Linked DNA regions of Mus musculus: all the other regions are linked to region 3. Evidence: chromatin contacts called from public promoter capture Hi-C data. All regions are on one chromosome and are shown on one strand. The core of a region is the stretch at or near the end of the contact, and the rest is flanking DNA. Distances in the headings are between cores, read along the strand shown. Region 1 overlaps Gm32511 (predicted gene, 32511). Region 2 overlaps Fam81a (family with sequence similarity 81, member A). Region 3 holds the start of Mindy2 (MINDY lysine 48 deubiquitinase 2). Region 4 holds the start of Aldh1a2 (aldehyde dehydrogenase family 1, subfamily A2).

Region 1 (6,273 bases), core at 915-3,414, 520 kb before region 3:
TATCCTGATGGAAAAGATCAAACTCGACCCAAGAAACTCATGCCTCAAATCAGCAGGAAGTTGTCTAATGTTAATGTTGTCCTCTTTCTGACCCCTGACTTTATTCAGAGATTTCTTTCTTTTCCTCCATACCTTTTCTTTTCTCTTATCTAGTGTTACAGGATACAAAGGATAGAAAAAGGGTGAAGGGTGGAAGAAAGATACTTGGTGGAAAAACCAACCAAGTAGCCAAAGAATCAGCTACACAGTACTTGAAGATACTGATGAAAACAGTTAGTTTTAGAGAAAACTGTATTGTATGAATGCATAATGTCTTAGAAATAATAGTAGACTTTCTGTAAGTCCATTAGCAGTCATCTGTAGGCCTGCTAGAGGATATTTGGATCCCATCTTAAAAATGCCTTGTTGCTGATAGGTTATTTCTAATGTATACCTAATGCACATAACAAAAAAGTCTAGACTGTAGTGATAAGATGGGGGAAATGGTGTGAATCTGGGTTTCTATAGGGGAGGCTCAATGTGCAACATGAGAACAAAGATCTTAGTGTTAACTCCATTTTTTTTCACTACACATTTTTAAAAATTCTTTAAAGATTTATTTATTCATTTTATGCATCTGAGTACGCTGTCATTGTCTTCAGACACACCAGAAGAGGGCATCAGATCCCATTACAGATGTTTGTGAGCCACCATGTGGTTGCTGGGAATTGAACTCAGGACATCCAGAAGAACAGTCAGTGCTCTTAACCACCAAGCCATCTCTCCAGCCCTTAACTCCAAATTTAAGACCCAGGAGAACAAGAGAACAGGATTGTCAGCCAGAAATGGGTAAGGTGAAGGCTGGGGACAAGGCCCAGTCAGAAAAGAGAGGCACAGGGACCTGAGTTCAAATCCTCAGGATGCACACGCAAAAAGAAAAAGTTAAACATGGTGGAGTGTACTTATAAACCAAATACTAGGAAAGCAGAGACAGACAGATGACTGGAGTTCACTGGCCAGCTAGCTTAGCTACTCGACAAGTTCTATGAGAGTTCAGGGGGAAGATGGGTTAGAATCCCTGGTATGACATATGGTTTAGCAGTTGCTATGTGAGATCAGAATCAAATTTCATGATGTTCCAGCCCTCAAGGTCTCAGAGGCGGGGTTGGGGTGGCGTTGAGTATGAGGAAACCCAGAGACCAGAGGTGAGGCTCAAAGAGAAACCTAAAAGTAGCCAAAGAAGCTAAAGGACCAGCTTCACAGAATACTTGAAGATACTAATGAAAACTACTAGTTTCAAAGAAAATCGAGTTGTATAAACGCATGGTGTCTTAGTAGAAATTTTATAAGTCCCCTGGTAGTCATCTATGAATGTGGCCAAAATGTTGGGAACTATTTTGCTAGCAAGGAAGAAAGTGGAGCCAAAGGGCCCGAGGTTGCGTTTCACAGATCCATCAGAAGAGGGTGCAGCAAGCAATCTAAAGGAAAGCATGGATTCAGGTCTTAAAAAAATCTTGGCACAGAGCAAAACTCCTCTAGTGTTCTTCATTCTAGGCAAGTGCCAAGAAACCCCTTTCCAACTCTTTAAATGCAGTGACAAGGCTGGAAACAGGGCCCAGCTGTTAAAAACCCAGAGGATGTGAGTTTGAATGTAGATCTTTTTGTGATAACACGGCAAGGCATGTGTCCAGTTTCTAGGAACTGTGTATGTATCATTTTTTGGGGGGGGGGTTCTCTTTAATGCCTCCTTTCACATCATGATTTTCCTGGCTATGATATAAAGGAACACAGAATGATATTTATGAAAGTATTTCTGGGGTGCCTCATCGAACTGAGTGGTATCTGCATGGAACTAATGTAAAACAAGCTTATCCTATCTAATCTCATCTGCCCTGCATTGTGTATCAACAGGGCGTTATTCTGAAACTATAATCACTCACTTGCATGTTGTAACATCTGAGGTCACAATGTTGCCATTCGTGATAACACGGGGTGGGGGGGGGGGTGGTATTTGGAATTTAGAAAAAGTATTGACGGAAAGAAACGTGACCATGTGGTAAGTACTAAGCATCCCATGAATGGTGACTATATAATTAATTTACTACACAGAGCTGGCCTGTAAGGTTTGCATTATGATAATCTCTTTTGTGCAAATGGGGAAACTGAAGGGCAAAACTGCTCTTCCCCATTGAAAGTTTCATAACTGCTAAGTGCTAGAAGAGAAAGAGGAAACCAAGGTCTCTAACTCTGGGGTCTTTAGGATCAAGCCTGAACTCTTAATCTCTCTCAAAAGCAAAGAAAAGATCTCCATCACTGCTTGCCCTGAGTGCCTGTCATGACCAGGGAACTGGTTCCTTTCTGGGGTAGGTCCCCAAAATTAATGCAAGTACCTCAACTGGGCCAGGGTCTGGATCCCCTCCAAGGCAAAGTGATGAGAGTGAGGATGCTGGACTGTGAGTTACAAAGGGTTTCTGGGTTACGTATGGGAAGGCATAGTGACTGCCAAGATTTGTGAGGAGCAGCACTATCTAAAGCAGTGGTTCTTAATCTGTGGGTCACAACCCTTTTGGGGGGATTGAATGACCCTTTAACAGAGGTCAAATATCAAATTTCTTACATATCAGATACTTACGTTATGGCCCATAATTAGTAGCAAAGTTGCCGTTATGAAGTAGCAGTTAAATAATTTTATGGTTGGGGATCATCACAACAAAAGGCACTGTATTAAAGGGTTGCAGCATTAGGAAAGGTGAGACCTACGGATCCAAAGTAGGAGAAGATTCATAAGGTCAAAACCTGGCTTAGGAAAGAAGAGTATGAAATAGAATCCCAAGATGGAAGGCATTAACTTTGGGAAGATGTATCTTGGGACCAGGAAGTAGAAACCCCAGGTATGGAGTGTGAAGTAACTCCTTTTTGGGGGGAGTAGCCTTTAGGTACAGGAGAACTTTGGTTATAAGGTTTTGAGGAGCAGGTAAAGGCAGCCAGTTCCCTGTTCCAGTCCATGTTTTCTAAGATTCTAAGACCCCACATGTGTAGAATTTTCTGCCTAGGAGGCATGCACAAGTGCCAACAGGAGTAAAACAGCCACCTTTCACACTGTAAACTGAAAAGTGGGCATCCTGGTTCTAAGCCAGAGTGAACTTGGAATGTGAGACATCTTCCAGGACCTTTGTTTCTCTTCTTCCCTCCCTCCCTTCCTCCTCTTCCTCCTTCTCTTTCTCTTTTTCTCTTTTCTTCTCTCCCCTCCCCTCCCCTTCTCTCTCTTTCCCTTCCCTTACCCCCTTTCTCATTTTTCCTTTGAGTCAGGGTCTCACTATGGACCCCAAGCTGTCTTGGAACTTACTCTGTAGACCAGGTTGACCTTGAACTTTCAACTTTCCTGCCTCAGACTTTTGAGAGTCAGGATTATTTAAGTGCCATCTTGCCAAGCATGAAGACAACATATTGAGTCTCAACCAGTTCCACTCGATTAAAAATCTACTTTCAGAGAAGAGCCATATTTAGTATGCAGCATTTCTATTAATTCTTTTATGTAAATTTAATTTTGCTTGACATAAATATAAATTTCATTTATCAATGTACTTTGATCACATCCAAACTTTCCCATCCTTCCTCCAAACCCTCCCCTACAAATGCTCTCCCAACTTCACCTCTGACCGCCTTCCTCTTCACTCGTTGAGTCTGTTTAGTGATGCTTGTATGTGGGGCCATCTATGAGAGCTTGGGCAACTAACACTGGCCACACCCCAAGTAAAACTTTCTTTCTTCCCCAGCAGCTATCAACTGCCAGTAGCTACTAGGTGGGGTTGGAGCATGTGACCCCCTCTTCCAGCCCATGCTGGAATGTTGACTGCCTGGATCTAGTTTGGGTAACCATAGCTGCTGTGAGTTAATGGGTGTGAGAGCCATGGCCTGTGCAGAAGTCCACTTTTCACTCAATATACTTCTCTATTTCTTGACTCTTTTGTTCTTTCTGCCCCCTCTTTTCTGATGTTTGCTCATCCTTGTATGTATGAGATTCTATTGGTTCTACTTAGGACTGAGAGCTGATTGTAAGTTATTCCATAAGAGATTTTTTTCAGAGTTTCTTTACCATCTTTATATGGGCCAAAAGTTATAGGACTTCTATATATTAAGACTGATTTCTTTTCTTTTTCTTTCTTTTTTTTTTTTTTTTTTTTTTTGGTTTTTTCGAGACAGGGTTTCTCTGTGTAGCCCTGGCTGTCCTGGAACTCACTTTGTAGACCAGGCTGACCTCGAAATCTGCCTGCCTCTGCCTCCCCAGTGCTGGGATTAAAGGCGTGCTCCACCACACTCGGCTAAAACTAATTTCGGGCTGGAGAGATGGTTCAGCACTGACTACTCTTCCAGAGGTCCCGAGTTCAAATCCCAGCAACCACGTGGTGGCTCACAACCTTCTGTAATGAGATCAGATACCCTCTTCTGGTGTGTCTGAAGACAGCTACAATATACTTACATATAATAAATAAATAGATCTTAAAATAAAAGACTTATTTCACTCACTCAAACTTAATGATATAGTATTCGGTAACATTCTAGGATCTTCTAATCTCCTTCACTTTCAACTCTCCCCCAAGTGTTACTATAGGTGGCTCTAACTTTGATATAAAATATCCTGACAAAATATCTGACTCTATTTTTCTCTATCATAATACAAATCCAAAGCAAACATCCCAGGTCTTCTTTCAACTAAACATTGGCCCTGACCTGCCTACTATACTTGAATAAAATCAATGGACAGTACATTCTAGCTTGATGAGATAGATCAAGGATTTGTGTTCTGATCCAGACCTCTCCACAAAATAACTATAGAGAGTCTATGAACTCTTTGTGCCTTATTATGGCAAAGCAATTAGGTTATATATACATGGAACCACCTTCCCCACCCCCACCCCCCAATTCTGTGACCTTATTAGTTTATCTTCAAGAAACAAGGAGTGTTACTAAGTTAATTTCTTTTGACAATTTGCCAAATGAAGTGATTGGTACTTACCAACCAGCTAGTCCTTGCCTCTGCTTCAGTTTCACCCTGGGTCACTTGATAAGACCGAAATTGTTTACATAAGTTGTCAAGACCACCTTCAGGAAGATGCTAAGTGGTAGAAGAGAAATATGTGTCACTTTCATTGGTGTCTTAACTGGAAAGAGAGTGTCTTGGGCTCCAGGGCTGATTTCCTCAATCTTCTTGTGCCTGGGACCCCAGTGCTAAGTACACAGTCACTCAAAAAAACATTTAGTCCAATGTGGTGGCACACATCTGTAATCTTAGCATAGGGGAAGCTGAGACAGGAGAACTTTTTAATTTAAGGCAAGGTAGGGCCATGTAATTAAACTCTCATTTATAATGTATATCATATGTTTGCTGAATCGAACAAAATCAATGGAGAAAACAAAAACAATAAATCACACTATCTAAACAACATGGGCAATATGTCCAGCCAATACGTTTGAAGATAGTGAGTCAAACCACTTTCAAGGTATTGTTTACAGTTTCCCATATATCAAATAGAAATCATACTTAAAGTTGCAGACCAAAATACTCATACAAGGATATTTTGGTTACCATTTTGAAGCCAATCGATTATGTTTCCCTTATTGTCCTTTAAAAACACATCAAATGTCAACAGTCAAAGGCTTTGATACCATGGAACAAACATGCACTGGAGAACCTTGCTTCATTTAATCAACACACTTTCCCTTAAACAAATTTTCACTGAGCAAATATTCATCATCTTTGGACCCAAAAGATCAATGATTGAAGCCTGGGGAGGACATGAAAGGCCTGGATCTGAGGATGCCCTGTCTGTATGCCCAGCAGCTCTGACTGTGTTCCACTCAGATGCCTCAGTCAAAATGACTTGACTTTAAATAGCTTCTTTACTGCTTACATGATCATTAACCAGTGACCTTTCTCTCCATCAATCCAGCTGGGAAACCAGCTAAGTGGGAATTTGATTAGTTATTTAGAAATAAATCCATCTCGGGTCAGCAGATTAAAAACTCCAGCAGATAAAATCCTCAAGCCTGAGACCCAAATTCAATCCCCAGGACCCAAGTGGAAGGAACAAATTGACACTGAACACTGTCCTCCGACCTTCATGTGAGCATCATGGTGCATGCTCACACACTCATGCACACTAAATCAATAAAATGTTTAAAGAAAAGATGAAAGAAGAAACAATCCAGATAGACAGAGCTGGAGTCTCCAGATTCTGTGAATTAAGTGGAAAGATGCGAAGAGGTGTTTTACACAGCATCTGTCCATCAGAA
Region 2 (6,085 bases), core at 2,973-5,472, 560 kb after region 3:
CCTCTCCGTTTTTATTTACCACACAGAGTGAAAATAATAACAAAAACTAAAGGAAACAGTTTCCATGTGGCAACAGTCACCTTTTCTTCATAATGATTGCTTCTAGGGGCTGGGTGATGGTCCATTGCTTCATTCAATGTGTCTTTGGTTCATTTGTTTTATTTTGGTGTGTATATGCATATGTGCATGTGTGTAAATGCGCAGGGGTAGGTTCAATGTGCCCATGCGGGCATGGGTGTGTGGAGGTGACCATCAACATTGGGAGGCTTCCTCTACCTCTCCTCACCTTATTTATTTTATTTTACTTTGAGGCAGAGTCTCTCACTGATTCTGTTAGATTACCTGGCCAATAAATCCATCTTTCCATCTCTCCAGTGCTTGGATTATAGATGCAAGCCATCTTGCCTAGATTTTACACGGATTCCGGGCATCCAAACTCAGGTCCTGTTGTCTGGGCAGCAAGCACTTTACCCACTAAATCACCTTCCTGACTGCTCGTATATATTTGTGGAGTACTTACTCTGGTTCTAGTAATGAAGGAAAAACAAAACAAAACAGACCTTGTTCTTCAACCTGAAGAGTGTACAGTTTAGGGAGCTGATGGCCAGGTGTTAGATAAGGGCTTAGGCAGAGTGTTATTTATTATTAATAGTGCTTCAAGGGATATACCTATATCCCTTGTGGTTATGTTAGGTTAAATAATGGTTCCCCCAAATCCTCCATATGAATACATTTATTAACTTTTGGGGATAAAAGGAACTTGGTGGGTGTGTTTCAGTGTCTTCAACTGGGAATATAGTCCAGGAGTCAAGTGCTTGACTAGCAAGACCGAGGTCATAGGTTCAATCTCAGTATAAGAAAATTAAAGCCTTTTAAAAGATCTCTATATGTACACAATGGTAGACATGTTAAGGTCAGACTATGCTGTGTGGTCAGTGATCCAGGACAGACAGGGCAGCTCTGACAACCCAGTGTGGAGCCTCTACAGTTCTAGTCCTGCTTTTCCCAGCTGCTACAGAGGGAAAACCCAGGGCAACAGCTGTGTCTTGGGGGATGTAATCAGAGCCATGTATGTACTTCATGTACTGCCAATCATCTGAGTCATTGGTGCGCTGCACTGTAACTATTACGTTTCTCATTGCTGGGACCTGACAAAGGCAGCTCAAGTAATGAAGATGGCCATTTGGCTCACAGTTTGAGGGAATACCATCCACCATGGTGATGAACATGTGGTAGCTGGAGCACAGGAGAGCTAGTCACATTGCATCTATAGTCAGGGGTTGAAAAGATGAGTGCCGGGGCTGGAGTGATGGCTTAATAGTTAAGAGCCATCCAAAGGTCCTGCTCTTCCAAAGGTCCTGAGTTCAATATCCAGCAACCACATGGTGGCTCACAACCATCTGTGAAGGGATCTGATGCCCTCTTCTGGTGTGTCTGGAAATAGCTACAGTGTACTCATATAAATAAAATAATCTTTAAAAAAAAAAGGAAAAGAAAAAAAGAGGAAAGATGAGTGCTTGGTATCCTGTCTCCTTCCTTCCTTCCTTCCTTTTTTTTTTTTTTAATTCATGGGACTCCAGTCCATGAGATGGTATTTTATACATTTAGAGTGTGCCTCCCCTCTTCATTCAATTCCTCTGGAAACACCCTCACTTAATGCTTCAAGGTGTGTCTCCCAGATGATTCCAAATCAAGTCAAGATGACCCAGGAGATTAGCCATCATATCCATCTAGCTGCAAGGGAGGCTAGAAAATGTGGTCTCTAGCTAGGCAGCCATGTACTCCAGTGACATGTGACACTATATAAAACCAAAAATAGACATTTCAGTGACTCTAATGGATTTTTTTATTATTTAAATTGTACTTCTATGTTTATTACACCTCTATACATAACTATATATATTCTATAGTTTCATTACATGCTAATTCAAATAAGAAGAAGGTGATTAAGGGGAACATACATTGATAGTTATTTTAAGGGCTCTGGAGGGAAAGGGGACTAGAGGAATGGATTATTGTAAGGGTGCTTTCTTTTGAGACAAAGCATCAAGTAGATTAAGCTACTATGAATTCACTCTGACCTTTAACTTCGACTTCTCCTGGCTTTGCCTTCCAAGTTCTGGGATTGCAGGTCTGTTCCATTATGCCTGGTTTATTTCCTACTGGTTTAGATTAGGCTATGCTCATATGGAGAAAGAACAATAAAAGTCAAGAGAAAGAAAGAAATCCAGCCTCTAGTCCTGGAGGATACAAGAGGCAAGGAAGAGTATATGAAAGGAGAGGATGTTGAAAGGGGATAGATGAAGGATAATATGTCCTCTGAGCAAGGAGTACCACGGACCCTTAGAACTGCAAAGATGATCCCCTGGCATGTACTGTGCCACCTAAGTACCTGCATTGCCAGTTCCTATGGGTAGGAGCATCATTAGGTGTCTTTCTGTTGCTTGCTTCCATCCTGCACCAACTTCATGTTGAACATGGTCCTAAGAGAAGGAAAGTATGCCATTCCCATTGAATTGATGTTATGTGATGTTACGTAAAACTGTTTTACGTTCAGCTTGTTCGCACACCTCTCCTTTTCTTTCTTTTCTAATGGTTTAGATTTAAAGGCACCGTTGAAGAGCTCAGCAACCAGATTTTGTCTGCACGGAGTTGGCTGCAACAAGAACAGGAGCGGATAGAGAAAGAACTTCTGCAGAAAATAGACCATCTCTCCTTGATTGTTAAGGAAAACAGTGTAAGTGTTGATGCTTTTCAATAATAGGTATTCAGTTGATCAATGTCTGATCAACACCTAGGGACTTAGCATACATTTATTTGGTGCCTCCCAAAGCTGCTTGGGTATTCCCCATGTTCCTTCTCTTTTCCCTTCCCTCCTTTCCTTCTTCCTCTCCCGTGTCCCCCTTTTCTCTCTTTCTCGTCTTTCCTTTGTTCTGAGCATCAAACCCAGGTTCTCATACCTGTTATCTCAGTTTCTTTTCCTGTTGCTATGGGAAAATACACTCACAAAAGCAACTTAAGGGGCTGGAGAGATGGCTCAGCAGTTAAGAGCACTGATTGCTCTTCCAGAGGTCCTGAGTTCAATCCCCAGCAACCACGAGGTGGCTCACATCCATCTATAATGGAATCTTATGTGTCTGAAGATAGCTACAGTGTACTCATATACATAAGATAAATAAATAAATCTTTTTTAAAAAAGCAACTTGAGGAAGAAAAGGCTGATTGTGGCGCACATCCTCTCAGTGGGGAGTTAAGGCAGCCGGAACATAGCACAGCTGGTCGTGCTGTATCCATGAGAGCGGTGAATACAGGCCTCAGTGCTCAGTTCTCTTCCCCATTCACACAGTTCAGGATCCCCACCAGGGAATGGTGCCACCCACAATGGCTGGGTCTGTCCACCTCAAGCAAATAAAAATAACTCCCCACAGTCGTGTCCAGGGGCTTGGCTCCCAGTTGATTCTAAATTCTGTTACAATTAACACTAACCGTCGTATCTGTTAATTTTGAACTTTGCCACCCAGCCATGCCCCCCATTTCCTGTTCTTCATATTATTCATAAAGACAGGAAATGCTTTGTTTTTATATTGGTTAACAAAAGACAAAGTAAAATTTTCAGCTACCGCTTTTAAGTCACAACCTTGACTTAAATGATCCCGATTGTCTATCACACATTTCTAAGTAAAGCTACAATTACTTACTTGATCTGTTTTTCTGTTTTATTAATGATTTATTTATTTTTATTTCGTATGCATTGCTGTTTTGTCTGCATGTATGTCTCCTGGGTGAGGGTGTTGGGTGTGGTGTTCTTTGGACCTGGAGTTGCAGACAGTTGTGGGCTGCCATGTGGGTGTTGGGAAATGAATCCCGGTCTGGTGGAAGAGCAACCAGTGCACTTAACCACTAAGCCGTCTGATCTCCTTTCTCTTTGTTTTTAATGTTGTGACTTAGTTTTTGTTTTCACCAATGTCGAGTGGCTCTCTGTCCCTCCGGGCCCCTTCCAATGCACTGTAACTAGAGTGTGCTTGGACGTCAGACCAGAACACACTATTTCCTTTTCTGTCTACTTCTGCTTCCACTGGCTCTCTCAAAGAACTAATTTTTGCAGAGCTACCAAAAAATAACTTCAAAGAGCTTTGCATTTATCACACTTCAAGCCAGTAGGCTTAGAAGCCAGTGCTAGGAAGGCAAATTGTGTTGGGTTCTCTTTCCTTGTCCGGCTTCGGCTTCCTCCCGTGGGGCTTGGGCTGAGCAGAAGTGGCCAGTGTGGTTTGCCTGTCTGACTGCTCGGTCCTGATGCTGAGCCATTTGTTGAGTGGCAGGCTCTGCATCAGTGCCATCACAGGATTGCTGTCACGCTGCAAAATCACACCTGATGAAAGGCTTCATGCTCGTCGTTTGACCACTAGAACCTGTGGATGCAGTTTCACAAAGCGTAGGCCTAGTGGACCGTACTACTTTGAATCCCTCCCCCCAGTTGTCTCCTTTGCTGTGCCTTGACTCACCCTGACATGTTTGTGAAGTTCTGAGCCTGTGACTGACCATTTGGGTTTTTTTTTTTTTGACCATTTGGTGGCTCTTCTAAGATGGAAGCTTCCTTCTCTCTCACGGAAACACATCCAAGTTTGCATTCTCCGGGACCCCAAATGACTTAAAAACTTGTCAGTCTTCAATAACTCAGAATCCTTTTAGGTTAGATTTCTGCCATCCTCAAGAGTAGCACTTGTCGCCACGATTCAGGATGGTTGATAGAACTCCAGCATTGACTGAACAGCCATTGACAGAAGGGAAGGGGAAAGAATTAAGGATATATAGCAAGTGTCCTTTAACTTTTTCTGAAAGCAGCTACATACACTTGTTCTTACACTTCATTGGTTAGATTACATGGCCACACCAAACTCAGGAGACAGAATAAAATGTAGTTTTTTTGTTTTTGTTTTTGTTTTTGTTTTTTTACTCTGGGTGACCTTTGAGAATGGATACGGGATGGATAACCAGCCACTGTGATTCTGGTGCCTGCAGATGGTTGAGTCCTCTGGCTGATGTGAGACAAGGTGACCACTCTTCTTTTGCAATAACCAAGTGCAATTCTTATCTTGGACCTCAGGGAGCCAATGAAAGAGACGTAGAGAAGAAACTCAGCCAGATGTCGGCCAGGCTTGACAAAATCGAAGAGAGTCAGAAGAGGAATGCTGAAGGACAGAGAAAGCCGGACGAGGAGAAGGTGCACGGGCGGATCAGCAAGCTGGAGCTACAGATGACGGAGGACATGAAGGAGATGAAAGCGGAGGTTAATGCCGGTAGGCCAGACCCCACGCAGCTCATGTGGCTTGTCTGTCTAAAAAGCTATTCACTGAAATCTCTGAAACAGAGACTGAGCTGGCTTAAAAAAAAAAATCAGCAAAATGTTCCTAGTTGCTATTCTAAGTAGCTGTGCAGAATTTAACAAATTCATTCATTTATTTACTTATTATAGCGGTGGGAATTGAACTCAGGACCTCACAGTTGCTAGACAAGCACGTGCTACCAGGGAACTATACTCCCAGCCCTAAAGTACTAGTTCAATTGCAAGTCTATGAAGAGCCTCCATGACACACAGCAAACAAAAAATGGTTAACCCGCACATGACTGACATTTTCTTATTTTCGTCAGCGCTAGCTACCTGCTGATTCCTCTCTGTTCGTGTACATGTGAGGCACGTCTGAGAGCTTCTTCAGCATCGCTGGCTGTATGCACACGGCACATGCGTGTGGAGTTAGTTCTGTGGGGCCCAGCAACGGGACTTAAGCCCTCAGGCTTGGCAGCAAGCGCCTTTACTCAGTGAGCCATCTCATCAGCCCCAATCAAAACTTTTTTTAATGAATAATTTTTATACTTTTTCATAAATTGTCAGATAAAACTTTCTAAGGAAAAAAATAACATTATAAAACCCCTTAATTTTAAAAATCAGTAAAAAAACAGAATAATTTGAAATTCTTCTTTGGTGGAGATGGCTTCTTTTTTTAAAAAAAAAACAAAACCTTTTTCATAATCAAAATTTTATTTGTAAGATTTGTTCCCACCCCTTTCTACATATGACATGTGTGAG
Region 3 (6,240 bases), core at 1,780-4,279:
CCTTATTTATAATAGCCAGAAGCTGGAAAGAACCCAGATGTCCCTCAACAGAGGAATGGACACAGAAAATGTGGTACATTTACACAATGGAGTACTACACAGCTATTAAAAGCAATGAATTTATGAAATTCTTAGGCAAATGGATGGATCTGGAGGATATCATCCTGAGTGAGGTAACCTAATCACAAAAGAACACACATGATGGTCACTCACTGATAAGTGGATTTAGCCCAAAAGCTTGGAATACCCAAGATACAGTTTGCAAAACACATGAAACTCAAGAAGGAAGACCAAAGTTGGATACTTCATTCCTTCTTAGAAGGGGGAACAAAATACCCATGGAAGGAGTTACAGAGACAAAGTCTGGAGAAGAGACTGAAAGAATGACCATCCAGAGACTGCCCCATCTGGGGATCCTTCCCATATACAACCACCAAATCCAAACACTATTGTGGATGCCAACAAGTGCTTGCTGACAGGAGCTGTCTCCTGAGAGGCTCTGCCAGTGACTGACAAATACAGAAGTGGATGCTCACAGGATCCCCAATGAAGGAGCTAGAGAAAGGACCCAAGGAGCTGAAGGGGTTTGTAGACCCATAGGAGGAACGATAATATGAACTAACCAGTACCCCCAGAGCTCCCTGGGACTAAACCACCAACCAAAGAAAACACATGGTGGGACTCATGGCTCCAGCTGCATATGTATCAGAGGATGGCCTAGTCAGTCATCAATGGGAGGAGAGGCCCTTGGTCCTGTGAAGGTTCTATGCCCCAGTATAGGGGAATGCCAGGGCCAGGAAGCAGGAGTGGGTGGGTTGGTGAGCAAGGGGAGGAGAGAGGGGATATGGGGTTTTCGGAGGGGAAACCAGGAAAGGAGATAACATTTGAAATGGAAATAAATAAAATATCTAATAAAAAAAGAAAAAGAAAAATCTCAATGGTGATGGCAGGAATTATTGCTTATGGATCAACATGAACTCCAAAATTCAACACTCAGAAAAAACTTTCCATTATCTTTTCTAACTTTTCCAGTTTTCAGGAATTGCCGATCTTGCTTGGCATGGTGGCACATGCCCTTAATTCTAGCACTTGGGAAGCAGAGGCAAGCAATTTTCTGAAAGTTTGAGTCCAGCCTGGCCTACATAACAACTTTCAGGCTAGCTACACTACATAGTGAGACCCAACCTCAATTGAAAGAAAGAAAGAAAGAAAGAAAGAAAGAAAGAAAGAAAGAAAGAAAGAGAGAGAGAGAGAGAGAGAGAGAGAGAGAGAGAGAGAAAGAAAGGGAGGAAGAAAGAAAGAAAGAAAGAAAGAAAGAAAGAAAGAAAGGAAGGAAGGAAGGAAGGAAGGAAGGAAGGAAGAAAGAAAGAAAGAAAGAAAGAAAGAAAGAAAGAAAGAAAGAAAGGAAGATAACTTCCAGTCTTAAAAACACAGCGTTCACATCTATAATCTCAAAATTGGAGTGGGAGAAAAAGTACAAGAGGATTGCTGTGAATTCCAGGTCAGTTAGTCTAAGACACAGGGTGAGACTCTCAAATTGGAAGAGAGGCAGAGCCAGCCAGGGCTACAAATTGAGACTCTGTCTCAAAAAACAAAAGTGAAATAAGATAAGCAAAGTAGTAGAGGGCTCTGTAGAGTGTTTGTCATACATGAATTGAGCCCCAGCCCTAAAAAAAAAAAAAAAAAAAAAAAAAAAAAAAAAAAAAGGAAAGGGGGGGGAAGAAAAGAAAGGAAGGGAGGAGAGAGTTGGAGGTGGGAAGAAAGAGGGAGAAGTCGAAGAGAGTGCCGAGAAAGAGATCATCATTTCTGAGAAGATAATAGTGATATTTTTAGTGTGAAACACAGTATTCAGTAACATGCTTGGTGCTAACACATGAATGAGCAAAATAATGCATTAATTTGTCTACTTTTCTAACCAGTAGCAGGACAGAAGTGTAACAATCCATGATGCACCATATATTTGTATACCTGATACTAAAGGAAGACCCACCTGTCTTGTTCATTTTTATATTCTCAGACAACTTTGAAGAGGGAAGGGTCCAGGAAAAAAAAAAAAAACAAAAAAAACAAAAAACCAAAAAACAAAAAAACCAAAAAAAAAAAAAAAAAAACACCCCACTTTTCCAGAGCAGGTTAGATGATCTATATCCACTCTTGCCAATAAATAAGTAAGTAAATAAATAGAAAAAAAAAGTTGCAGGCAACTCTGTCCATCCTCTATGCAGATGTCAAGCCCTGATGAGAAGTCAATTCTAATTTTAAAAGTCATTTTTTCGGGAAGCAGAAGCTTCCCACTCTGTGCAAAGAGAAGCCAAGTGAACAGAACCGCAAAGACTTGGCTTGCTTCAAACGCAAACTGATTTATTATTATTGGACCAAATTTACCCTCTCGCCTGGGGCGTAGGCCAATATCCACAACCTCATTGAACCTCCGGCAAGGCAAACCAGTAGCTGGTTGGGAGCGCAGCGATTCTCAGCCAAAACCCAGGGAGAGTTGTCCCTGTACTGCGCAGTCTTCCAAAAGCCTCCAACAGAACTCGCCTTTCAAATTTGCATTTCCTAAGAAATGCTTCCAATTCTCAACATTAAAAGCTAAAAAAAAAAAAAAAGAAAAGAAAAAGCCAGCTCTCCCGAGGCCTTCAGGGAATGGCTGTCTTCCAATGCTACTACCACTTTCGGGGTCCACCAGGCTCAAGCCCAAAGTAGACCACACTCCCTACAAGCCTCAGCCACTGCCTTTAAAGTAACCGCGCGCAGCGGGGATGCCCCGGAGTTCAACTTCCGGCAGCACACACAAGATTATTTTCCTAGTGGCGCTGCGGCTCTCCGAGCCGCGCCCCTGACCACGCCCTCAGCCACGCCCCTGGCCTCGCTCTGCCTTCCCTAGCCTGAACGCGCGGGAGGGGCGTGGCCTCGGGGGAGAAGCGCTCCCCGAGTGGGTCCGGGCGCTTCAACGAGCGCAGTCACGCGGAGGCACGCTCCGAGCGGGCGGGCGGGGGCACGCGCGCGCGCTCCCGCCGCCCTCTACGGTGACGTGCCTGGCCGAGGCCGCGCTAGGGCGCTGGAGCTGCTACAGAGCGGCTGTCATGGCGTCGGAGGCGCTTGCTGAGGAGAGCCGGCCGCGGTGTCTATAGGACCAGGGGCGGGCGGCCGGGGATGGAGAACAGCCCTGACAGCCCACAGCCTCTGGAACTAGGGGTGGCGGCCGGGCGAGTGTCGCCGCCGGAAGGGCGACGGCGCGGCGGGCGCGAGGCTGAGGATGGTCCCGCTGGACGCGCGGTGGACAGCGGCGGGCAGGGGGCGGCGGCGGCGGCAGCGCGGAGCAGCCTCGGGGACCCGACGTCCCCCTCGCAGCTCGGATGCGGCGCGGGCTCGGACTTGAAGGACGGCGCGTCGTCGAGCCCTGCCGCCTCGGAGGTGCCTTCAAGAGGGCAGCACAAGGTGACCGCCTCCCCGGAGCTGGCCGAGGCCGCGGCGGGCCGAGGGTCGGGGCCAGTGGGCGACACGGGCACCTGCAGGGTGGAGCAGGCGGCGGAAGAGCCCAGCAGCACCGGCGCCCCGAGCAGCAGCTGCAGCGAGCCGAGCCCCCCTGGGGACTCGCCCAGCTTGGACTCCCTGGAGTCTTTCTCCAACCTGCATTCTTTCCCCAGTAGCTCTGAGTTCAATAGTGAGGAGGGAGCAGAGACCAGGGTCCCCGAGGACGTGGAGGAGGGCGCGGCGGGGCCGCCCAGGGCTGCACCTCTATGCAAAGAGGAGGAGGAGGACCCGGCTCAGGTGCTAGCGGCCTCCAAAGAACGCTTTCCCGGACAGTCGGTGTATCACATCAAATGGATCCAGTGGAAAGAGGAGAACACGCCCATCATCACCCAGAATGAGAATGGACCCTGCCCTTTGCTGGCCATCCTCAATGTTTTGCTTCTCGCCTGGAAGGTACACTCTGCAGCTTTCTACTTCCTACAGCTTGTGGGGTGGGGAGGGGCAAAATGGGGTGAGGAAACTGCTGTTTGTCAGCTGATGGCTTCCTTCCATTCATCAGACTCCTCCTTTTTTTTTTTTTTTTTTTTTGAGACAAGGTTTGTCTGTGTAGCTTAAACTGTCCTCGAACAGTTTAAGATCTTAATGCTACAGCCTCTAGAGTGCTAGGTTTACAGACATGCACCCCTATATCTAACAGTCTCTTATTACATGAAATTAATTCCAGGATTTCTTTATTGAAAGATTATTCATGTGGCAACATGTCAGGAAGAATTGCCCCCAACTTAAGGTCTTTTTTGTATTAAAAATTCAACATTCGGTTAAAGGTTGTAACTGATGGTTTACCTATAAACAAGCAGAATCCAGAGCACCCTGCACTTACATCTTCTGAGTATTTTTAGCTATATTTGCCTATATTATTCCTTACTGACATTATTACATATGCAAAACAGTGAAAATTGGAAACAGTGATTGATCTTCAGTTACTATCAATCTTATATTATGGAGTAAGTTTTAATGATTTTATCTGCGTGTTTTCTGGAAAAGGCTGTTTGTCCCACTGTGGTGTGGATGCATGAAAGAACAGTGATGGGAAAGATACAACTTTTTAGACAAATTCCATTTAAGGAAAAGCATTGGTCTGAGCCTACTTACCATAAATTACTTGTTTCCAAAGACAGTATTTTCATCTTGTGTATGATTTTTTGTTTTTGTTTTTACTTTCCTTGTTTCTTTGACTCTACTTCAAAGGTTTGGCATTTTTACTAGTAACTGTACATTAGAATGTTTGTTAAGGAAGCTAAAACTATTAACAACTAAAATAAGGAATGATAAATCTAAGGTCTTGGAGAACAGGAAGGGAAGGGCAAGTGTATTGAGGCCTCAGAATATAGTGTCATATTTAAGCTTGCAGTATCTGGGTTTTGAGAGGATGCATCTCAGCACCTGTTTTCAAATTGATGATTCCACTTATAGTTAAAATGCTCCCTAGAAGAAGAATAGTTTGAATTATGCTAACCAGTTATGAAGAACTATGATGGATAGTGAGGGAGAGATTCCAACACCAAATCTTGCAGCACTAAGTTGGGTATCCGGGGCTCCTGATGGAATCATCTGGGTTCCAGTCATCTGGATTAGTCTGTTAAGAAGTAAGCATGCATGCTAATGAGTTGGAAGATTATTTTGATTAACCTCTGCTTAAAGCATTCGAGGGCTTTTCTAGCAGAGAGTTCCAAACTTTTCCACATTCTTCCCACAAACCAGTTCAAGATGTCTAAGAGTTACATTGTCAGGTTTATCATTGCAAAGGCTCCATTCCTGAGTACCAGTTTTCTGGCATAGTTACTTTTCTCAGTGCTGTAACAAAATACCTGACAAAAGCAACTTAAGGTAGGGTTTATTTTCGCTCACAGTTTGAGGGTACAGACCATTAGTCGGGGAAGCCATGGAAGCTGGCACTTGAGACCACTGGTCACATTGCATTCATAGTCAGGGAGCAGAGAGACGACTGCTCAGTTTGATTCCTCCTTTTTATTTAGTCCAAGCCTGCAGCCCATGGAATGGTGCCACCCACATTCACAGTAGGCGGAGCAGTCACCATGGCCTGGATTACTTTGAGGATATATGAGCCTTGAATTGACTCTGAAAGGCAGATCCCAATTGTGTGACCACATGTTTGGGTTCTGGCTTTGTGGAAGACATTATACATGCAAAGACAGTAGAGTGCATCAGCCCTTCAGTAGCTCAGTATATGGTAAAGAGGCAGACATAAGGAGTAATTGTAGAGCGACATGAACAGGGCTCATAGTCTAAGGAAGTAAAAAATTATGTGGTGGTTGGGGGGGGGGCTGGGGATGGGGATCTCAGGGGAAGGCTTCAGAGATGAGAAAGGCAATCAGCTCTGAAGATAGAATGAGATGAGGCCTCTGAACAAAAGGGTGCATTTGAAGAAAGATCAGAGAGAGCTTGAAATGCAGTGGAGAGGAGAAAGAAAGGGTCATAACAAGAAGTAAATTTGATGGGTTTGGTTTGTCTGTGAAAAGTATCCACACTAATGAATTTGAAGATTATCTTGAAATCTGTGGTTCCCAGTCCCTTTTCTGCCTGTAGGCTATTTATGCCAACAAAAATCAGTCATCATTAATGATTGATAGGGTGATGAACGAGATAAGCAATGTCAGGTAGTATTCTCAAGGTGAGCCGGGTTTTCTGGAGGTCAAAACTGTTTTCCTAATAATACAAAAATGTTATTTGCCTTTTGGAAGT
Region 4 (5,717 bases), core at 3,110-5,609, 560 kb before region 3:
TGCCAGCACCTACAGCAAGTGGCTCACAAGCTCCAGCTTCCAAGATCTGATACGCTTCCCTGGCCTCCTTAGATGCTCATACACATGTAGCGCACATACACGTACTCAGGGACACCTAAATACACTTAATGCATTTTGAGAAAAATTAAAGAGGTGACTGTTTTAAGTGGAGTAGATCAGTTTCATATTCTCCTGACTCCATTAGAAGTAACACAAAGAGTGAAGATTTTAGCTTTCCACATTAAAAAAAAAGGGGGGGGGTCATAAATAAGAAAAGAGTATGACAGGAATGCTCTGTTTTCAAAATTCAAGGCCAACTTCTCCCTTATCAATCATTTCTATTTTTATTCTCTTTCCAAGGCTTTTGCAGAATTAACATGTGTGCATGTGCGAAAAGTGTGAAGTAGAGCCATTGGCCCTATGAAAATGCAAGTGACGGTGCAAGTGTTCTCGTCACATTGACCAACTGATCTACTGCTATGTTGACAAGGAAATTCTGGCACTCAATCTTCCTAATAAGACTTTAAGTTCCTAGAAGGCAGATGTTCCATAATCCAATTTACACTATTGTTAAGAACATGGCCCCTCAAAATCCCTTTGAACTGAGTTGAAATTGACCCCAGAAAACAGAGTGCACTTATTAAAAGGCTATTAAATGAACAAATAAAATAATAAACAGTAGGTACCCAGATACACATTTGTCTGATTTTTCCAGTGAGCTGCCTTTTGTGTTTTCTCTTGTAGGTGCAGCAACAAATGCCCTCTTTGTGGACCCTTATACCCTACCCCACATCGCATCAAATACTGGGAGAACACAGAACCCTGTATGTTGCCAACTACGTACATTTTTCAGTTGCTCACTCCAAAAGTGAACCAGTAGAGCCAGAAGAAAAGATGTAGTCATTGAAAAAAAGCAGAAAAGTAAGTGAAATAAAGAAATTCTGTAAAGACGTGGAAATCTGCGAAAGGGAGAGAGAAAGAAGGCAGGGAGATCCTGGGACCCCACCCCGCCCTGAAGTCAGGGGCAGTTCTTAGGAGAATGCTAAGCCTTAGTTTTACAACGTGTATGCTCCCACAACACGGCTGGCAATACAAAAACCAGGCAGATGAAACAGAAATAACTCAGAAAAACTAACTGAGAAACACACAGCTAAATGCAATCAGACCAGCTATTGAGCAGTCTCAAAGAACACAAAGGAGCATACGTTCTCTCAGCTCCACACGGGTGCCCTCCATGCTTTTTTTATTTTTATTTTTTTAATACTAGTATTCTTTCTTGACTGTAAGTCTTGAAACAAACAACCCCCCCCCATTTCTTAGCAAGAATCATTTAAGAAACTGGGGGGTCTAGGTTCCTGTTTAAGAAGAAAAAGAAAATAGACATATTCCAAAGGCATTACAGTCATTTATCCTTAGTCTAAACTGGATACGAGAACTCGGAGCAAGCAGCAGGCTTATGTTATTTTTAATGGAATGCAATTGCCTAAAAGCCAATACAAAGCCACACACACGCTCTTTCAGAATGCTTCGAGGTTGAACTTTGCTTTTATAGCATTTTGTACAGAACCTTTGACAGAAAATGGCATTAACATAATATTGACTATTTTTTCCATTCCCTTGGAACAAGAAGTAAAAGGATGAAAATGGCAGATAAGTGCAGGATCACAAATGCAAAATATTCTAAGAACATATTTTTTAAAATTCTCATAATCTGACCAGTTATGTTGATCACTAATTAGTTTATATTCTTGTCAAATCACATAGAAAAATCATATTATAGTGTCATTCAATAAGAACATGTTTAACAAGACAAAATTAATTATAAATTTATTTGCTGCATAGTACCTTTATTTGATGCAAATGTTTTGTTTCCTCCTTTTCAACAGATTCCCAAGGCATAATATCTTTTAAATTTTTCCTAACAAATATAATAGCATTAAAGGATTGCCCATCTACCTTGTTCATCGCTCTGTTTGAAATTGCTAATACATTTCTCCCCACTTTTGATCATGAATGAATTTTTAAAAGACCTCCCAACTCTCTTTTGAAGAGAAAAGAAAAAAAAAAACTTAGGCTACCAAAAGAGCAGTCACTCTGTTCTTTCTGTTAAAATAAAATGAACTAGAACGGGTTGTTCGCAGTTCCTGTCTTAGAAAGTGTAGAAGTCTAACTAAAGAGCTGAGCACAGAAGCTGCTGGGAGCGTTCACAGATACCTGATTTTACAAGTTTTTGTGAAAGAGCTCGCCTGTAATGTGTGTTACTCCACCATTTATGAGGGTTGTTTGTCAAGACAAAATATAAGGCGCCTCCTCCCCACAAATTAAAGAATCAAGTTACAATCCATTATTTCATTTCTGATTGTTTTTCTTGGTAATAAGTGGGAAAGTGGATACTGGATAAAAGTCTTCATGGAGCTAAAAAGACTCCGACATTAAAGGCTCCAATTAGCTATAAATCAGTTGTCTTTCCTACTGGGGTAGAACAAGAGAGAGAAGAGAGGGGGTGGCTAGAGAAAAGGAGAATTGGAGGAGCTTCCAAATGAAATTCTGAAAAAAGATATCTACTGCAGACTTTCAGGGGCTGTTAAGATAATCTGATCAAAAGTAAGTGTAAAACAAACCCCCGGAATCACGTGTGGATCTTGCCTTTTAAGATCTCTAAAGCGCATCTGAAGAGGTTAGGGACCCTCATAAAACAAAACTTTTATGTGCAGGCTTCCCTGGCTTGTTCCTAAACCCGGAGATGTGCCACACACTGGCACTATTGTTATGCAAACAATGCCTAGAGGGCTATAACCATTAACGACCTCTCATTAAAATGGCTTTCAAAAATTTGTCACACCATCTAAAAGCTAACAGGTACATTAAATCCACATTCAAAAATACGAATCCTACAAATCCTTATTCTGAAACTCAATGCAACAAAAATTCAGAAACGATGTTTTTGCATTTCTCTTTCAACCGTAACAGTTGTCACATGCGAACAACTTAACTTCTCTGCTTTTCGCGTATAGTGTAATGCCCGCGATGGAACACTTATCAGCTGTATCGTGTGCGCGCGCTGCAGTTAACTGGCGAGAGTTTGCGGTAGGAATGAAAATCAAATTAAAAAAAAAAATTCTAAAATGAACTCTCAAGAAGTGTGGCTTTAAAGGCTACAGTCGCCTTTTTGCTATAACATTCAATCCCTTTGTGTATGTATTTCACAAATTTCCCCCGTGGATTTTTTTTCCCTGAGAACGGTGGAGTGGTAGGGGATCAAGTCACATGGGGCAGCAGGCGTGTATTGCTTTTTAATGCAGTTTAACAACAATAATTCGTGCTTGACAAACTAAGATGTCAGAATTCGTTAGGAAAAAAATCATTAGGCTTATCAGTGCAAAAGTGAGCTCGCTAATTTATGTGACTTGAGTTATTTTCCCTTTTTCTAAAATGTCCATTGCCTACAAAATCCCGAGGAAATCCTGGCATAGACCTACTGCGTCTCGGCCAGGTCCCCGCGAAGTCTGTGGGACTCCGGTCCTGACAACCCTTCAGCGACTCCGCTCTGAGGGAAGATAAGCCCGCGCGGCCGCGCACCTCCGGACCCGAGGGACCGCGGGGCGACACCGGACCGCAATGCCACCCTGGCGGTGAACCCCACTCTGCTCTGAGACCGAGGGACAGGGAGAACTGCACCCCGGTGGGCTCTGAGGAAACCCAGGGGAACACCCTCCTCAAGCCAGAGCCCGGACTGCTCTGAGGAGACCTGGGGGACCCCAGAGCCAAACTCCATTTGCTCTGATAAAACTTGGGGGCTCGCACAACCGGACTCCGGTCTGCCCTGAGCTCTAAGGGACCCCAGAACTAAGCCTCGTTCTGCCCTAGGGACATCTAGGACCGGACCCTAGCCGGCTCTAAAGAGTCATAGGGGACTCCAGAACCAGACCCAGGTCTGCTCTGGGAAATCCCACCTCCCCAGGCAGTCCCGAGGTCGTCACCACCGTCCGCCGCCGCTGGCGATCCCCGCGCTGCCTTCTGTTTGGGACCGGTTCTCCCAAGACGCTCCCTAAACCGGGGCGGGACTTGAGAAGCCCGCATCGCGGTCCCCGCGGAGGCGCGGAGATGACAGGCGACCTCCGGGCCCCCGGCCTCTGAAGGGATCCAGAGGATGCTTCCAGAAAGCGTCCGCCGGACGGCTTTACCTTGGTGTACTTGATCTCGAGGTTGGGCGTGGGCGACGGCAGGAGCTGCAGCGAGGCCATGAGCGCGGCGGGGTCGGCCTTCACCTCGCCCGGCATGGCGATCTCGCTGGAAGTCATGGGCGGCCACGGGTGGGTGTGCGCGGGGCGCTGCGCGGCCGGGGCGCGCTCGCTGTATATAGGCAGGTGTCAAGCGGGGGGCGCTTCTTATTGGACGTGCGGCCCACAGGCGCGGGGGGCCGGCCCAGGAGGACATTTGCATACGGCCGCGCGCGGCGCCCGCACGGTCAAGTCCGCGGCCCACGCTCCCGCGGGCGCGCCCGGGGGGGCCTCGACGGCCGGAGCGCAGCCTCGGCGGGACCGCGCTGGCCGATGGCAGCCCCGCGAGCCTTAGCGCTGGTCGGCCGGGAGGAGAGGCGCCCGAGCCGCGGCCCCGCCGAGCCCCGCGCCCTTCCTAACACTCGCTCTTCTCCTCCCCCGGGGTCCCGAGCAGCCCGAAAGAGCTTTCGCTCAGCCTTCCGCGTGGCGCGAGGGGCGCGTGGCCGCTGGGTGGGGTGATAGATGCTCCCCACACTCCCAAGGAGAACCTTCTGGAACCGCCGACGCCGCGCTGGCCCCCACCAGGCTTCTCAGCCCAACTGCTGCCCTCTGCCGGCCCCGCGGCCTAGTTGTGCCTGAGGCCGTGGGCTTCATCTGCCTTGGGTTGCCTGGATATTCCAGGTCTTGATGGTCTCCTTCCAGCCCTTTCCTTTCCTCTTCCCATCCACACCGGGAAACACTTGGGATTTTCTGTTGCTCTTCCTGTCAGAATCTCCGGGTTGAGCTTCCATCTCCATCCCTTCTCGTCTTACAAGCAGCCTTATAGTTGAGTAAAGATGGGCGCTGATCAGGAATCAGTAGCCTAGACAGTTCACTCCAGATAGCGTGGGAGAATCATTGGACCAATATCACGAGCCCATATAGATAGCTCTTTATAGGGCTTTCTGCCTCTATCCCCATGAAAATCCCACAGCCTTATCCAACCTGACTCTTCCTGTTTTTCTATGGAAGACTCTCAACTCCCAAGCAACTGCTTCGCTCTTGCTCAATCATTTCTTTGCATGTTGTTCACTACAAAACACTTACTTTAGATGTGTTCATTAACTAAAATTCCGTAAATGATTGGTGCTTAGATTCTGTGCAGACAGAATGCTGTTGTCTTAATTGAATTTGTGAGACAAGTTCCAGGCTCCGAGAACTCTTTATAGGGTATCTGCCTAAAGTGACCGAGCAAGCACTACGTCGTCGTCCTAGAGCAACAATACAGCCTAATTTAGGCAGTTGAAAAATTCCTATTCACAGGGAACGTTTATGGCCAAAGAGTGTGTCTTAATAACCGAATATACTCCTAAGAATCGCCTTTATTTAAGCTGTAGAAGACTGAGAAAGAATAAGAAGAATGGTGGGGAGGTAGCTCTGTAGGTAGAGTGCTTGCCTAGAACGCTGGGTTTAGTTGCCAGCACCACCTTGAACTGGGGTAGAGATGCATGCCTGTAA

What was found. Promoter capture Hi-C pulls out the DNA fragments that hold promoters and counts their contacts.
Region 1: a promoter capture Hi-C map of hematopoietic stem and progenitor cells shows a contact between it and region 3, with 2.6 times the contacts expected there. The contact joins the enhancer-like site here to the promoter of Mindy2 in region 3. A contact is called at or near these places in 25 of 39 promoter capture datasets (the 3T3-L1 cell line, 3T3-L1-derived adipocytes, the C10 cell line and 16 more), 10 of 484 Hi-C or Micro-C datasets (B cells, the G1E-ER4 cell line, Th1 cells and 6 more), 9 of 115 datasets of contacts at active chromatin or transcription factors (bone marrow-derived macrophages, embryonic forebrain, embryonic stem cells and 4 more) and 1 of 9 other capture datasets (embryonic stem cells).
Region 2: a contact with region 3 is called in a promoter capture Hi-C map of pre-B cells, with 2.6 times the contacts expected there. The contact joins the enhancer-like site here to the promoter of Mindy2 in region 3. A contact is called at or near these places in 7 of 39 promoter capture datasets (the 3T3-L1 cell line, hippocampal neurons, liver and 3 more), 1 of 115 datasets of contacts at active chromatin or transcription factors (neural tube) and 1 of 9 other capture datasets (embryonic stem cells).
Region 4: a contact with region 3 is called in a promoter capture Hi-C map of embryonic stem cells, with 3 times the contacts expected there. The contact joins the promoter of Aldh1a2 here to the promoter of Mindy2 in region 3. A contact is called at or near these places in 4 of 39 promoter capture datasets (embryonic stem cells, hippocampal neurons and stem cell-derived epiblast-like cells), 3 of 484 Hi-C or Micro-C datasets (all in embryonic stem cells), 4 of 115 datasets of contacts at active chromatin or transcription factors (fetal liver, forebrain, large pre-B cells and 1 more) and 2 of 9 other capture datasets (adipose tissue and embryonic stem cells).

What each region holds. Positions count from the first base shown.
Region 1 is chr9:71,175,367-71,181,639 of GRCm38.p6, reverse strand. Gm32511 (predicted gene, 32511) reads right to left here. Exons shown (of 6, transcript NR_110517.1): 3 at 4,997-5,095; 4 at 3,326-3,459; 5 at 2,612-2,735. Among named protein-coding and RNA genes, the nearest start is that of Gm32511, 9.7 kb to the right of the region's middle. Within about 2 kb of position 2,164, at least 22 of the 459 cell types and tissues checked have an H3K27ac peak or open chromatin away from gene starts, as enhancers often do. A contact at or near this core is called in the G1E-ER4 cell line, bone marrow-derived macrophages and hematopoietic stem and progenitor cells, where this site is marked.
Region 2 is chr9:70,092,703-70,098,787 of GRCm38.p6, reverse strand. Fam81a (family with sequence similarity 81, member A) reads left to right here. Exons shown (of 9, transcript NM_029784.2): 7 at 2,602-2,737; 8 at 5,105-5,297. Among named protein-coding and RNA genes, the nearest start is that of Gm39369, 13 kb to the right of the region's middle. Within about 2 kb of position 4,222, at least 21 of the 459 cell types and tissues checked have an H3K27ac peak or open chromatin away from gene starts, as enhancers often do. A contact at or near this core is called in pre-B cells, where this site is marked.
Region 3 is chr9:70,653,963-70,660,202 of GRCm38.p6, reverse strand. Mindy2 (MINDY lysine 48 deubiquitinase 2) reads left to right here and starts at 3,029. Exons shown (of 9, transcript NM_172772.2): 1 at 3,029-3,930. The coding sequence starts at 3,157. It overlaps Gm31872 (a long non-coding RNA gene), which reads right to left and starts at 2,532. Exons shown (of 3, transcript XR_379591.4): 1 at 1,991-2,532.
Region 4 is chr9:71,214,431-71,220,147 of GRCm38.p6, reverse strand. Aldh1a2 (aldehyde dehydrogenase family 1, subfamily A2) reads right to left here and starts at 4,359. Exons shown (of 14, transcript NM_009022.4): 1 at 4,185-4,359. The coding sequence starts at 4,301. It overlaps Gm3458 (predicted gene 3458), which reads left to right and starts at 4,762. Exons shown (of 4, transcript NR_110518.1): 1 at 4,762-4,901.